Linked DNA regions of Rattus norvegicus: region 1 is linked to region 2. A link is a contact called in public Hi-C data. All regions are on one chromosome and are shown on one strand. The core of a region is the stretch at or near the end of the contact, and the rest is flanking DNA. Distances in the headings are between cores, read along the strand shown. Region 1 overlaps LOC134480410 (a long non-coding RNA gene). Region 2 holds the start of Col6a3 (collagen type VI alpha 3 chain).

Region 1 (7,392 bases), core at 4,379-6,878, 180 kb after region 2:
TACAATGATGGTATAGTATAGAATAGAGTTTATTCGGGGCATGGGGAGGAGAGTAGTAGAAGGAGAGAGAGAGAGAGAGAGAGAGAGAGAGAGAGAGAGAGAGAGAGAGAAGAGGAGGAGGAGGAGGAGGAGGAGGAGGAGGAGGAGGAGGAGGAAGAAGAAGAAGAAGAAGAAGAAGAAGAAGAAGAAGAAGAAGAAGAAGAAGAAGAAGAAGAAGAGGGAGGAGGAGGAAGAGGAAGAGGAAGAGGAGGAAGAGGAGGAGGAAGAGGAAGAGGAGGAAGAGGAGGAGGAAGAGGAAAGAAGTAGAGACCAGCCATGAGCATGTAGAGGGGGGGGAAGGGAATGGAGAGAGAGCAGGAGCGGGAAGGCAAGAGCAAGAGCAAGAGAGAGAGAGAGAGGAGGGGGCAAGCAGCCCTTTTTACAGTGAGTCAGGCATACCTGGCTGTTGTCAGGTAACTGTGGTGGGACTTAGACAAAATGCTAGCAATAATGATGATGTTCTAGATACCATGGACCCTGGACAAAAAGGGCTACACTGAGGAGCCAAACTTTGGAGAACAGGAAACCTCTGAAACAATATCTCCCAGCTGCATATGTAAGCCAAGGCTGTCATCGTGCCTCAGCTGACCACGCTTCCTCCAGCAGCTGTCCGTGTCAGAGAACATTTGGGCCTTGCTGACCACATCTCAGCCTTGTACTATTTACTCAGTAAGACCCTCTTGGGATATCCCGCCCACCTCTCCTTTCCAAAGCTGTCCTGTCCCAGAATGAGAAAACTTGTTCAGTATGGTAGTCTCTCTCTCTCTCTCTCTCTCTCTCTCTCTCTCTCTCTCTCTCCTGTTCTCACTCTGCCACACTTCTCATCCCTCTGAATGTATTCTTCTCTCCTCCAGACCAAGGTTTGAAGGGAGACACCACCCATCACTCAGACAGGAGGAAGGGGTTCCAAAGGGGAGCGAGGTCAGCTGTGTTCGGCGTTTGAGCCGAGTGAGGCTTCCTATTTCCAGATTCCTCCTGAGGGCTCCTCATGTGATGCTGGCTGGAGAGTCAGCACCGGTCTGTTCCAAGTTCTTTCACTAAACTGTAGCACAGTTCCTGATTGAAAAACCACATGTTACGTGGCATGTCTTTCTCCAGTTTCCACAGAACCCAGCCATGAGCCACCAACAGTGTGGGAAAAACAGTCAAGACGTCTCCATTTGGTTTGTGCTTGAGATGGATCCTGAGGCCTTGAGTTGACCAGGCTGACACTCTACCATGGAGACACAACGCAGCCCCTTAAGGAAGGGGCCTCTGAAGAGAGTTCTCCACAGAACTTCCCTGGGGAGCCCAGGTCCCTTTCTCCCCAACTGTCCCTCTTCATCCAAAGTCACTTGGCTTAATCCTGTTTTTGGTTGTTTACAGCATAGTCTGATAGAAGGAACATGTTCAGGGTGGACCAGAGATAACCAGAACTCCAAAGCCATCTGAGGCTAGCTCTTAAGTAAGACCTTTGGGACATTTGGCTGGATGTCACTTCCCCCGTGACATCTTGTTGCTGTATTTTCTCCATTCTCCTTTTAGACCTCCTTTGAGTGTCCACACTGGCTAATACAGCAGTGTTCTTACTGTCCGTGATTATCATGGGCATGATTATTTTCCATTTTTAGGAGAGTAAAAAAACGCCACAAAAGATCACCTCAGACACGGATTTGTCCATCCAAACTCTAAGAGGTGGACTGACTGAAGTCAAAGCTGATACATGGGTTTATATGTTTTAGAAAAAAAATCACAGTCACCGACACTTGGACAGGTGAGCTAAAAGTGTCCTGGCAGGTGTGGGGAAGTGACCGCAGGTCCTCTGCTGCAGCCTGGGGGATCCCCAGCCCACAGGCTCCTCCAGGTTCAGATGCTGGGGACATCACTGCCTCTCAGCCCTGTCTCTGTTTCTCTGGTCCCTGCTGAAGAATACCCCAGTGTCTCGTCCACCACACTGGCTGGAATGGAACTTGGACTCTTATCTCCTTCCAGCCACAGTTTAGGGACCCTTGACACACGCCCCTAAGAAGTAGTTTGGGGGAAATTTATAAGGGTCTGCCCACCATCTGGACTACCTCTGGGTCTCAGAAGTTCTCTGGCCATGTCAGTAGAAGCCAGGGTGGGAGGACTTCTTAGTACATCTCCCAGCTATGACCCCCGTCATCCTTCAGCATGGTTCTTGGGCCCCACCATGAGCATGCAATGAACGCCTTCCTCCAGGACCCCAAAGCTTTCCAAGGCTTCTGTTGTCTGCTTAAGCAGGCCCTTGAATACCTGGGAACACAGAGCAGGGCATGGTTAAATATAGAAGAAAGCCATCCCCCCAAAATTCTAGTCCTATTATCTAACATTTCTTTAGACCATTTTTGGAAAACAACTCTCCACCACCCCTCCTGTTCTCAGCTCAACAAGCCCTTAGAGATCTGACCCAGCTGTTCTTTCCCTGTACTGAAATGGGTCCTGCCTTCCCCACATTTGCCAAGTTTGCCAAGAACAGGGTGAGTCTCACCACCACCATCCAGTGGTACCTGGGGACGTCTCAGGTATTCATACATAAGTCACCTCTGGAGGAGGTCAAATGGCGAGCTGTAGACTGGTCTTTCTTTTTCTTCCCGAGCTCCATGCAGGGCTGGTCACGCCAGTCACCCCAGGGAGTGTGAGTCCCTGGGAGCACTGCATAGTATGGATGGGTCTCCTTCAGGGGTTGTTTGAGAACACAGGGTTCTTTCCAAGGTTGTCAGGAGGGGTGCTCTGAGCATGACTGATTTCAGCAGTCTTCAGGCTTCCCAGAAGTCTTGAGTCTCTAGACTTAGGGGTGATTTTGTGTTCATGTTTGTTGGCACAACAGGAGTTGGAAGCGTTCTGAGACTATGAAGGGTGCTGAGTGTGTGCTCTGACCTGGAGCACTGACATCATCAATAGCCCCTCGACCAGAAAGCCAAAGGCAAAACCAGGTGACTTACAGAATGCTTTCAACTTCCACGGCACGGAAACCTCTACCGGGGCTGAATGTGATCTACTGACGCAGAGTCAGAAGGGACACCCAGGCACCACACCGTTACCGAGAAAGTCACCATTTAGATTTACTATGTGGGTTTCTGAAGGAACACGGTTGCACATCTACTCGCCTCGGGTAGGGCACCAGTGGGATGAACTCCACACGAGTCTAACTCCGTGGGCCGATGAGTTTATTGAGCTTACAAACAAGGGGCTAGGATGAGGGTCATTTACAGCTGATGAGACTTCCAAATAACCACATGAGTGACAAATGCTACCCCAGCATGGATGTAAACTTCCCAGAGCTACCTAGTTGGAGATGTCCCGTCTTCCCCTTCCAGCCAGCCTTCCATCCCTTTTTATCCTAGCTTCTCCCAAGACCATGCTTTGCTAAGGCACAATTACATATAACCAGGAGGCAGCTGCAGGAGGGAGAGATTGGCTGGAGTCTAAGGTAAGAGCTTAAGGACCTCCCTAGCCTTCCTTCTACAAGGAGCATCAAGAAGTCTGACCTTGCAAAGGCTTTGACGACGACTACCCCAAGCTCTCCTTCTAGGAGAGCGTGTCAACAGGCCTGATCTTACTGATGGCCTCTTTCCAATATTCGTAGGCATTTTGTTTGAGACTGTGATTTCCCTCATGCTCAAAGGGTAGCATTCCACACAGGATTTAACACCTGAGTAATTGATCACGAAATAATGGAAGAGTGCTAAGCTCAGAGGAATTATGGTCTTTATTGACTACTCATTTAATTATAAATGTAGTTGGTTTCATTTCAATAATGACCATGTTTGACAGATGCCTCTCTAAATGGATGGAAGGAGTCTGTCTGGCCCGCCACAGTGCAAGCCATTTCTCTCTGCAATAAGGACAAACCGCCTTCCCGTGTGTTTGAAACCAGCCAGAACCCAGAGGTGCTGGGACAACATTGTCCTAGGAAGCTCAGCGAGAAACAATAGGAACAGGTCAGTGTATGCATGGTACATAGGGAGTCAGTCTTGCTACCAGGAGGAGTTAGCCAAGAAGGGCTGGAGGAGGAAGAGAGTGGCAGGGACTAGATAGGTCTTGTGACTGAAGCCACTGGTCCAGGGTCCTGATCCTGTTGCTTACTAAGGACCCATGCAGAGAGACCCCTTATCTTTCCTGAGCCTGTTTCCTTAATTGTGGAGTGACCAAGGAGACTGACTGCTCACCACTTAGGACTTTAGCAGGATCGGTGATGATGACAGTGTGGGACTGTGCCAAAAGCAGGCATCACAGTGGCCCAGGAGGCAGTAACAATGTCTCCTCTCTCAGAAGAGCACAGAGTCCCCAGTAGTTGTGAGAAACCTGTTTTAGGCTGGAAGGACCTTGAGCTGCACTGCCCCATACTGATGGGTACTCAGCCCTTCTGTTGCATTCTGAGGCGCTGTACCCACGTCGCTGTGGCCATCACTGTAGGAAGATGGAAGGAATATGAAAGCCAGGGTCTCTTTAAGTCTGGACTCAGTGAGCTTAGGATATGGTGTGCAGTGGGCAGGGTTCAAGACCATGGAGTCTTTTTAAAAGAGTATGAAACGGACTTCAACATTGAAGGTCCTCACTTTTGCTTTCTTCTAGGGCTGCACTGTGGTCTGAAAGGATCAGTCTGGTTTGCCCAGGACATCAAAGCTAGGCTCATCAATGCCAGAGGTGGAGTGGGGGTCGGGCAACAAGCTTGTCATTTCACTGAGAACATACATATCACTTACCCAAGTCATAAGAGAACAGGGGACTGAAGAAATTGAACTGCCAGTCAAGAATTGTCCCCTAGACGGACATGTGCAAAACAGCTCTGGGGAGCCTAGCTTGTGACTCACAGGCAGTCTCCCCCGCCCCCGACACTGCAGCTGTGGGCAGCATGGCCACCTTCTGATTCACGTTTTCCAAGGTTACCCAGAAAAATGGAAACCATCTGGATGCACCAGCTCCCACTCAGATGGACGCCCACACTGTTCTCAGACTGGCATAGAAGCTTCCATAGTCCCTGCTTGCCCAGAGCAGTTTCCTCAGCTGTAACGTCTGTCTGTCTCCATCATCATCAAACTCCAGGCCCACTGACCCAGAAGGCATCCGCACAGGGTGCCAAATGAACATGGAGCTGCCTGCCTACAGCCAGGGTCTTTTAAAGTCCCCTTACTTGCTGTTCTCCTGGGTAACTGTCCTCATACCAACTACAGGACAGCCCGTGGTGCTCCTTCAATGAACCATTTCTTGTCTGACTTGGGCAATGACACTAGGGTTCCTCTCTAATTTGGGGTTTTGGATATAATGCAAAAAAGGAGGGATGTCCGGAAGGAAAGGGTGTCCTGGGAGAGTCCTCAGAAGTTCCCAGCATATGCTGTCTTGGGAACACCACTCTAGCCGTGTGCAGCTGGCCACTGACAGTCCGACTCCCTGTGTGTGTGTGCGCACACGCATGCTGATTTATGAAGAATTTTCCCGGAAGATAAGCCCCACCTGCGTTTTAGATCTAAGAGTACCCAGTACAATGTGGAGCCTGGTAAAGCGTGCTCTCCTTGCTAGCTGCAGGGCCAGACTCCCTGGCTCTATTCCTACTCCCACATTGGCTGCCTGGCCCAGTTTTCTGGGGACAGTAACGGTTCATCTAGAGACTGCTGGAAGCCTGAAGGAGACACACCAGCTTTGAGGCTCCCGGAGAACACTCAGACAGACTTGGGGGTGGGAGAACGGCAGAGAAAGTACCAGCTCGAAAGTCACTACTGTAGGGACCTAGAGCGTCCCCTGCCCTCTCTGGTAGGGGGTGGCTTAAGTGTCCCTTTTAACAGCCACCCAGGTCCATTTGTATTGAATGAGTCACCCCTCTAAGGCCACCATGTGAAGCTTACATGGTTGTAAGAATCCTCTCATTCTCCTGTTCATGCAGACAGTTGCCCATCCCTGCTGTGGGCTTCACCCCTCTCCCAGCACCTTCACAAGCTTTGGGAGGTTTGGACCCTGTTTGTAGTCATGTGGAGATGCTGGTCTGAAGGGGGGGTCTTGTCTCTAGAGGACCGCAGAGACCTGTGGGATGGATGGTGGTGGATCTGGTGCAGAAGTGGGCCTGAGAGGTCCTTTGCCTGTGTCACCTGCGTGTTAGCAGAGGATATGGAGAATGGGTAACCAGTATGGGGGAGGGGGGAATGGGGAGAGGACAGCCTGGCTGCAGTTGGAAGAATGAGAGGAAGTTGGGTAGGGGAGCACACAAGAACAGGGATGACAACCGAGGCTCTGTGATGCTTCAGAAGGCCCTACCCTTCCCAGGAAGGTGGCTTGTGCCACACTGCAGAGAGTATCAGTTAGGAAACAGAATACCTTAAGGATTGTGTGTTCAGGAGGCTTGGAGGCATGGGGGAGGGGCCGGAAGTCGTCAGAGGCCAGCATTCCCTTCCTTTCTGGAAGCGTGACTGGAGGGGAGGAATAAGGATAGCTATAGTGTGCTGGGTGTGCAAGGGTTGGAGTTTGTCTGGCTTTGGTGTGGGCCTGGGGCGTTTCAGTAGTGTGGTAGGGAATCCACTGCTGAGACGGCAGAAACGCCCCTGGCAAAGTGCCTCGCGCTTCAGAAAGCGGCTGCTTCCTGGCCAGACAAGGAACCAGAACCAGACAGTCTTTTCACGAGGTGACCCTTCGCAAGGAAGGAGGCACAGGCCTCTGAGATTTGAAGTCACCTCCCCCACTTAAAGATACTTGAAACAGCTGCCAGATGGGCCACCTCCCCACGTTTCAAGGCTGCCATCTGGTGGAAGTCTGGGGAATAGCAACTATCTTAAACAAGACCCTTTCTACTCCAGGGGCTCCAGCAACTGTTGACAGGTAAGGTGGACAACATATACCCCTAAAGATCATTTTGCCTGGGAGAAAGAGCATCTCTGGGCCTAGTTGATTGACTGGCAAGCAGAGATGGTGATTGATCTACAAAGTGTCACTTGCCTCCCTCCAAGTAAGCAATGCACAAGATACACGGTACTCATGGGTTCAAATCTTGCCCAGCCTTTGAAGCTAACTCCCATGAACATGACTTTGTTCTTGTGTGTAGGGAATGATGGCCACAGAGATCAGTGTCATCACGTAGCATATGCCTAGTGCCCCTGGTTATTCCCTCTCCAGCTATATTGTTCTCGTGACCCATCAGCTCCGGAGACCCACTGTTTAGAAGACCAAATAATGTCTCCTCCACTGAAGGGTCTGGAGTGGGACAGATTAGCCTGGACTGGTCAGAGTCCTGATGAGAAGGACATGGTGATGCACTTTGGGAGTGGCAAACACAGTGAGGAAACAGACCCTCCTCTGTAGAGCCTCCAAAAGAATTAACCTGCTGAATGGCTTCCGTTCCAGGAGGCTGAGTGTGGACTTTCAGCC
Region 2 (6,551 bases), core at 315-2,814:
TATACTGTAAAGTGCTTTGAAAGGTACAAAGCTCTGTAGAAACCCATGTTCCCACTGGAGAGTTTCCATAGGAGTCCGAGCCAGAAAACCGCCCCCATCCCAGTGTGCGTCCCAGAAGGAGGCCGCCTCTCACAATCAGGGTCATTATATAGAACTCTCGCCCTCTTGCCTTTTGCGCTGGCAAACAGAGCTCTGGTTAGCGGCAAGCCAAGGAGACGACGCTAATTGCTGGGTTTGATATTTGAAAAGAGAGATTATTAAGCGAGGTCTCGGTTCAGAAACTTCAAGAAGAAATGGGAGGGTGTGGTGAGGGTGGAGGGGGGAGATTGCATTTCCTGTTTTTCTTTCTGATGGTGGTGGAAAACCATGGATACCCACGGAGAAATTCCAAAACTCATTCTTTTTCCTGCTAGAGGCCCTGCCCATAAAGGTGATGGGTAGAAGTGGTCAATTCACTATTTCTTTTTATAGCTATGGAAATGAGTTTAAATTTAAATTTAATTTCGTTACTTTATGTGTATGAGTGTTTTGCCTACATTTATGTCTGTGTACCATATATGCCTGGTCTTGGAGGTCTGATGAGGGTGTCAGATCCCCTGGACCTAGGTGGTTGTGAGCTCCCATGTGGGCACTGGGAACTGAACCTGGGTCCTCTGCAAGAGCTACCAGCACCCGCCCTTCCTTCCTTCCTTCCTTCCTTCCTTCCTTCCTTCCTTCCTTCCTTCCTTCCTTCCTCTTTGTTGAGATAGTTTCTCTCTGCCTTTCTTTGGAACTCGCTGATTTGACTAAATTTACTGACCAGTGAGACCCAGGGATCTGCTTTTTCCTTCCTTTTCCATGATGAGATGACTCTACACTGGCTTTTTTAAAAATGTATTTTGGGGACAGACTTCAGGTCCTCTCGCTCAGGCATTAAACATTTTATGGGCTTCAGTGGTTCTCAACCTGTGGGTTGTGACCCCGATGGGGGGGGGAGGCGTCACATATCAGATATTTACATTACAATTCATGACAGTAGCAAAATTACAGGTATGAAATGGCGATGGAATGATTTTACAGTTGGGCTCACCACAGCATGTATTAAAGAGTCGCAGATTAGGAAGGTTGAGAGCCACGGGGCTAAAGCTGTTTTCCTAGCTCTTGAGGTTCTCATCTTTACCACACTTTAGTTTTGCCTCAGTAACCTCTGATTGAAAATTATAATTCCTTCTGGCTCATGGTTGATTTCCTTTTTTTCCCCCTTCCCTTTCTTAGGGTTGGAGTTTGCAGGAGTCCAACTAAATGCTTGTAGGGAAAAGACGGCCTTCATAGGTGACATCAGCTTGCAGAGCAGGCCAGAAGCAACAGAGCCCCAGGTCTGGTTTTCATTTACAGTTTGGGTCCGTCCTACGGCAGGGAGGGGAGAAGAGGGGTCTGGAGGAAGGAAGGAGAAAGAGGAGGAGGAGAAGAAGGCAGGGGAGGAGGGAGAGAGAGGCGGGAGCGAGAGGAGGAGCAGGAGGAAGCCCTGACTGTACCCCTGGACCCTGTCCAGTTTGGAGTCCAGCTTTTCACCAAAAGCTGCTCAGTTCCCCGGGCTCCAGCTTCCAGCAAGGATTGCAACAGGAGGCTGTGCTCTCCGATCCGGGATCTTCCTCTCTTTGGTGGAGGAGGGTTGTAGGAAGAAAGCGAGCGTGAGAGAGAAATATGCATCCTGGTGAATTGTGATTGAGCTTAGAAGCCCAGGGACACACGTCTTCAGGTTTGCTCAGGGTAAGTGTGAGGTTTTGCTTGTTTGTTTCCTTTGTGGCACGAAGGAATCATACTTCAAGCAGAGGTGAGCTAGGGTCTCTTGCCATCACCCTGTCAGTCAGTATTCTGTACATATTTTCGGTTTCTGGAAGAGTCGGCTGCTCTTTCTTTCCTTTGTGGGACCTGGGTTTCTTTAACCTGCTGAAGGTCATGGACTGCTCAGTTGTGTTTAGGTTTGCTGCTGCTGGGAGTGTCCTGTGTGTCCCTGCCTGTGTCGTGTGCACTTCTGACTGTGGCGCTCTCTGCCTGCTGGTTGGTTGAAAGTCGTCTCTCTTTCCCCAGACTGGTTGCCTTGTTTGCAGAGGCATCAGGATGGGAACATAGGGCAACCTGCAGAGTGGATTCCAGAGAGATCTCATCTCTTTGGGTTCTCCAAGGGTCATGGGTAAGGTAGGGGTATACTCATCAGTGTGGAGAGGCTGGTCAGGCAAACTGCCATCTTCTGAGTTTGGAGAGATCCTGGTGCTCGTCTCTGGGCTGGGCTGGAGATACTCAGCTGCGGCCATCAGGGCTGCTTAATCTTTTCAGGAATCTGAAGTCACCCTTGCAAGATCTGTCTTTTGGGAACGCTTAAGGGAACTTCAGGCCTCAAGCGTGCAGAATGCAATACTAGGGCAACTTTCCCACTGGAGAAGGCAAGGCTCAGGACTGGGCTGCCCTGGGTTGTCCAGATGGGAGGCCTGTGCCAAGTTGGGAGGCCCAAGGGCTATTCCCTGGCCATGAGGATGCTGGGTGGGGTTCAGGCCCTCTCTCACTGAGGATGGGAGGGAGTTCACGGATAGTTGCCAGCCCACTTGGGGACCTATTTCAAGCTACTATGGGATGAATGCAAGGGTGGGGTCAACGGGAAGGGTTCATCGCAGGACTGGAGAGAGGCTGAAGGAAAAATGAATTTCACACAAACCCAGGCAAACTTAGGGACTGGTGTGGACTTCAAGAACAAGCTGTTATGAGCACAAGTGGGCACATTACACCCCAGAGGCCATTTCTCTCCCTACCAGAGCTGCCTCCAGATGAAAGCCCCAGAGTCTCAGAGCTTCAAGGGCACTCATAGGACCCGAGCATAGTTCCCAACTCCCCAGAAGGAACACAAGAAACTGAAACTAGGGAAAAGCCTTTAAAACAAAACCATGTTGCTCTTAACAAATCAATATGGGACCAGCTGGTTGCCGTAGCTGCCCCTACTGGGACTTTTGCTTTCTTTGCAGGGTGATTCTGGGCTAGAAGCTTCCAGTGCTGTCATCCTTGGCTTATGGGTGAAGAGGGAGAAGCTCTGAGATGCTGGACTACTCGCCAGGCCCACCTGAGTGGCTGGCTTCCAGCAGCATCCTTTCTCATTGCTGGAGCGCTGGGGCTGATGAGCCAGCAGGAGGGGGCTCTTTAGATCTCCATGTGAGATAGGCTTATAGATTGATTCCCCTCAGAGGAGACGTCCATCTGTTACAGTCCATTCAGAGCCATGGGGCAGTTGGCTCAGGCTTCACAAGGATACACAACTCGTGGGGAATGAAGGGAGGCCCACTTCAGGGAGGAGGGCATGGCGCTGTGATTGGGATTCCAGTGTGGGACTCTTATATCCAGGCCAGCTTGAGGGCATGGAGGGCTCACAGTAATAGCCTAAACTTTGCTTAATTCTACTGAGGGTGAAGGAGTGGGGATGTAGAATTTCTTTGAGAGAGATTTACAATTGGGAACAGTGGTCCAATGTGTCTGTCTCTGTTTGTCTGTCTGTCTGTCTGTCTGTCTGTCTCTGTCTCTGTCTGTCTCTCTGTCTCTCTGTCTCTCTGTCTGTCTCTGTCTCTGTCTCTCTCTCTCTCTCTGTCTGTCTCTCTCTCTCTCTGTCTCTGTAGTGAAAAGCTAACACTGGGTGGGGAAGATGGTCAGGATGGGGACAGAGAAGGTCTCTCCTGGATTTTTCCAGTCTGGGAACTAGAGGGTGTGGCCACAGTACCTTCCTTGGGGGTGACTGAGCTATCCTTTGGCCTAAGAGTGTATCTTAGGTTGGAGGTGGGTACCACACCCCATTCTGGTGGAGACTGTCAGGTCTGGGAGCCTAAGGATGTGTCTGAGACAAGGTGGGCATGGCTCAGAGCAAGAAACATCTGCGCCTCTGCACTTTGTTTTACCCTGCGATAAGCGCACTTTGTGACTTCAGACAGAACAATGTCCCCTATCACCGGCCATAGAGTAGGGAAAATTCCTCCATTCATCCAGCTCCTGGGGCCATGAACTCTGATCTTACTTTGAGTGTGAAACCTACAGACCTCAGTGCTCAAGGCCACCATCTCCTCCTGAGATCACCACCCTCCTTCAGAGTGGGTGGAGGCACTTACCATCCAGGGCTCGTTTTGCTTTCCCGCTCTTTCCAGACGATTGGTGACTTGGAGAAAGCACGGCCCAGACAGAGCTGCTCTCTGGTGCTCTGACACCACCTGCTTTTGTGCAAAATTCCACATCTAGGACTGAAAATTCATCGGCAAGCCGCCAAGTTGTGTTTCGTGAGATGATCTTGCAGGCATACTAACGATGTTAGCAAGAGAAAACTGAAGCTGCTGTCACTTCTTTGTGGAAGGAGCTGCGAGCTGGATGTCCTTTGGGAAAGGGTGGCAGGTGATGTCCAGGGCTGAATGAGGCACTGTGTACCGAGGAGGCTTTTCCTCACTGACTGACCTACAGGCAGGAACTGCACATGGTGTCCTGGCTGTGGCTGTCGGGCAGTAAAAACACACATAAATAGTTGATGACTTGGGAATTGACATTTAAAAATCCTGTTGGTAGCTCAGCCAAACCCAGAAAATGCTTCAAATTTTAAGAATTATTATTATTTTTGATTATTCCGAATCATGCGTGCGCATGCACACGTGTGGGTGTGAGCACGAGTGTAGGTGTTCGAAGTGGCCAGAGGTGTTGGATCCCTCTGGAGCTGGAGTTGCAGGCAGTTGTGAGCAGCCTAAGACAGGTGCTAGGAACTGGACTCAGGTCCTGTGCAAGATCGGTGAGTGCTCTGACCTGCTGAGCCATCTCCCCGGGGCCTGGTTCACGTTCCAACACACGATGTTAGAGTAGATGAGGACATTTCTGCTTCTCTCGGTTCTCCCGCTTATAATTGTATAAAGCTTCTTTATGTTGCTCACAGTCCAACCCCAAGTTGTAATTCTCAATGAACACCAGTGCCATCTAGATCGTGAGGGTGTCTTGTTGGAGAGCCAAGTCCTGGCTTTTAAAAAGAGGGACCCTCTTTAGCAGTGAATCATGTTAGCTTTCAAACTGAAATTCTTCATGCAGCCCAAAGTCTGAGCAGGAGGGCACATAGCTGCTTTTGGGAATGCATTCTGGTCTCTTTTCTCTAGAGGGCAGTGTATCCCTTGGAGTGCTTGGAAAATCCAAGTTCCTGGCGGTTTCCAGGGTGGGGTTTCAGGGCTCATGGGAAGTCAACCAATTTACACCCCAGCTTGTGGGTGGCAGTTAGGGTTGGCCTATAGCTGCTTCAGTCCAGTCTCTGTGATGGGCACACATTTAAAATTCTATTTTTCTTCCTTGCTTGTCTATGAGCATACAGAAAGGAAATTTTGCTTTTATATAACACATTCTCTACTCTTAAATAATTCAGGTCAATAGCATTGGGAAACTTGGAAATTTTAAAGGCGACATATTGCTTATACCTAAGTTACAAGTGCTCCCACAGGGAGTAAAGCACACTCGCATACACACTGTATAATCTCTTATTTGAACACTGAAGAAGTTATTAAAATCCCCTGTTCCAGTAGCCCCTAAAGAGTGCATAACCTTGCCTTTGCTGCTCTCCCCAGTAGAGATACATAATTGAAAGAATTTCACATAAACGTCTCATTTTAAATACTTGTTGATTAAAACACATTGGTGACTCTGACCGAGCCACTAAATTTCATGTCAGAGCACCGCTACCCTCTGTGAGTTGTCCCAAAACACGTACTCAGGTTTGCTTATCAATCAGGCTCCTTCGCTCCCTGGTGCTAAGCTTTAAGATCAGGTTGGTAAAATTCATGCCTTCCGTTTGGCTATTGAGATATTGAAAAGAACATTGCCTTGGTGAACGTTTTCTTCATACTCTTTGGGGACATGGGATGTGTTACTCAGAGAGGTGGAGTGCTGGTGGGTGGCTACAGTGTTAGGAGCAGTAATAAAGCCAGCCCCACCCAATGTTCCGCACCTGCCTGATGGATTCCACTAAGCCTGCACCCAGGACCTGGGCATGGGGGTGGGGCAGGGGTGGCTAAGCCTTAAGAAGTACCATGGGAAGAAAGATAATCTTAAGTTTTCCAGGTTTTCTTTGGAGTAGTGGCAGAGGAGTCACCGTTGTTTAAACAACTCTGGAGGATCTGGGATCTATAGCTCAGTTGGGGAGAGTGGTTCCCTGTGCCACAGAATCTAGAAGTGGTGACATGTGTCTGGGATCACAGCGTTTTGAAGCTGGAGGTAGGGGGATCAGAAATTCAAGACAAGTCTTGGCTAAGGTGTGAGTTTCAGGCCAGGCATGTGAAACTGTCTCAAGGAAACAAAAAATCTGGACGTTCAAAAAATGAGAGTAATGAGACGAACAGAGAACGCCTTGCTAAGCCACTAACCAGAGGTTCACCTTGCAGGGTCTGGCTATGCAGAGCCCAGCGCCACCCTCTCTCCTCCCTATCTTTAGCAATCGGGAAATACTGAGAGCTGTTCGTGAGCTGGGGGTGGCCAGGGAAAGCTTCACTGTACAGAGCCATCTCTGTAGAATCCCCCAGTGT

What was found. Hi-C and Micro-C count contacts between places; a contact is called where the count stands out from the background.
Region 1: a contact with region 2 is called in a Hi-C map of Schwann cells, with 13 times the contacts expected there. The contact joins the enhancer-like site here to the promoter of Col6a3 in region 2. A contact is called at or near these places in 12 of 12 Hi-C or Micro-C datasets (the A7r5 cell line, the Rat2 cell line, Schwann cells and 7 more) and 1 of 1 datasets of contacts at active chromatin or transcription factors (oligodendrocytes).

The regions. Positions count from the first base shown.
Region 1 is chr9:98,702,602-98,709,993 of GRCr8, reverse strand. LOC134480410 (a long non-coding RNA gene) reads left to right here. Exons shown (of 2, transcript XR_010054867.1): 1 at 1-3,980; 2 at 4,615-7,392. Among named protein-coding and RNA genes, the nearest start is that of Cops8, 51 kb to the right of the region's middle. Within about 2 kb of position 5,628, at least 35 of the 93 cell types and tissues checked have an H3K27ac peak or open chromatin away from gene starts, as enhancers often do. A contact at or near this core is called in the A7r5 cell line, Schwann cells, liver and 1 more, where this site is marked.
Region 2 is chr9:98,881,971-98,888,521 of GRCr8, reverse strand. Col6a3 (collagen type VI alpha 3 chain) reads left to right here and starts at 1,564. Exons shown (of 44, transcript NM_001427497.1): 1 at 1,564-1,749.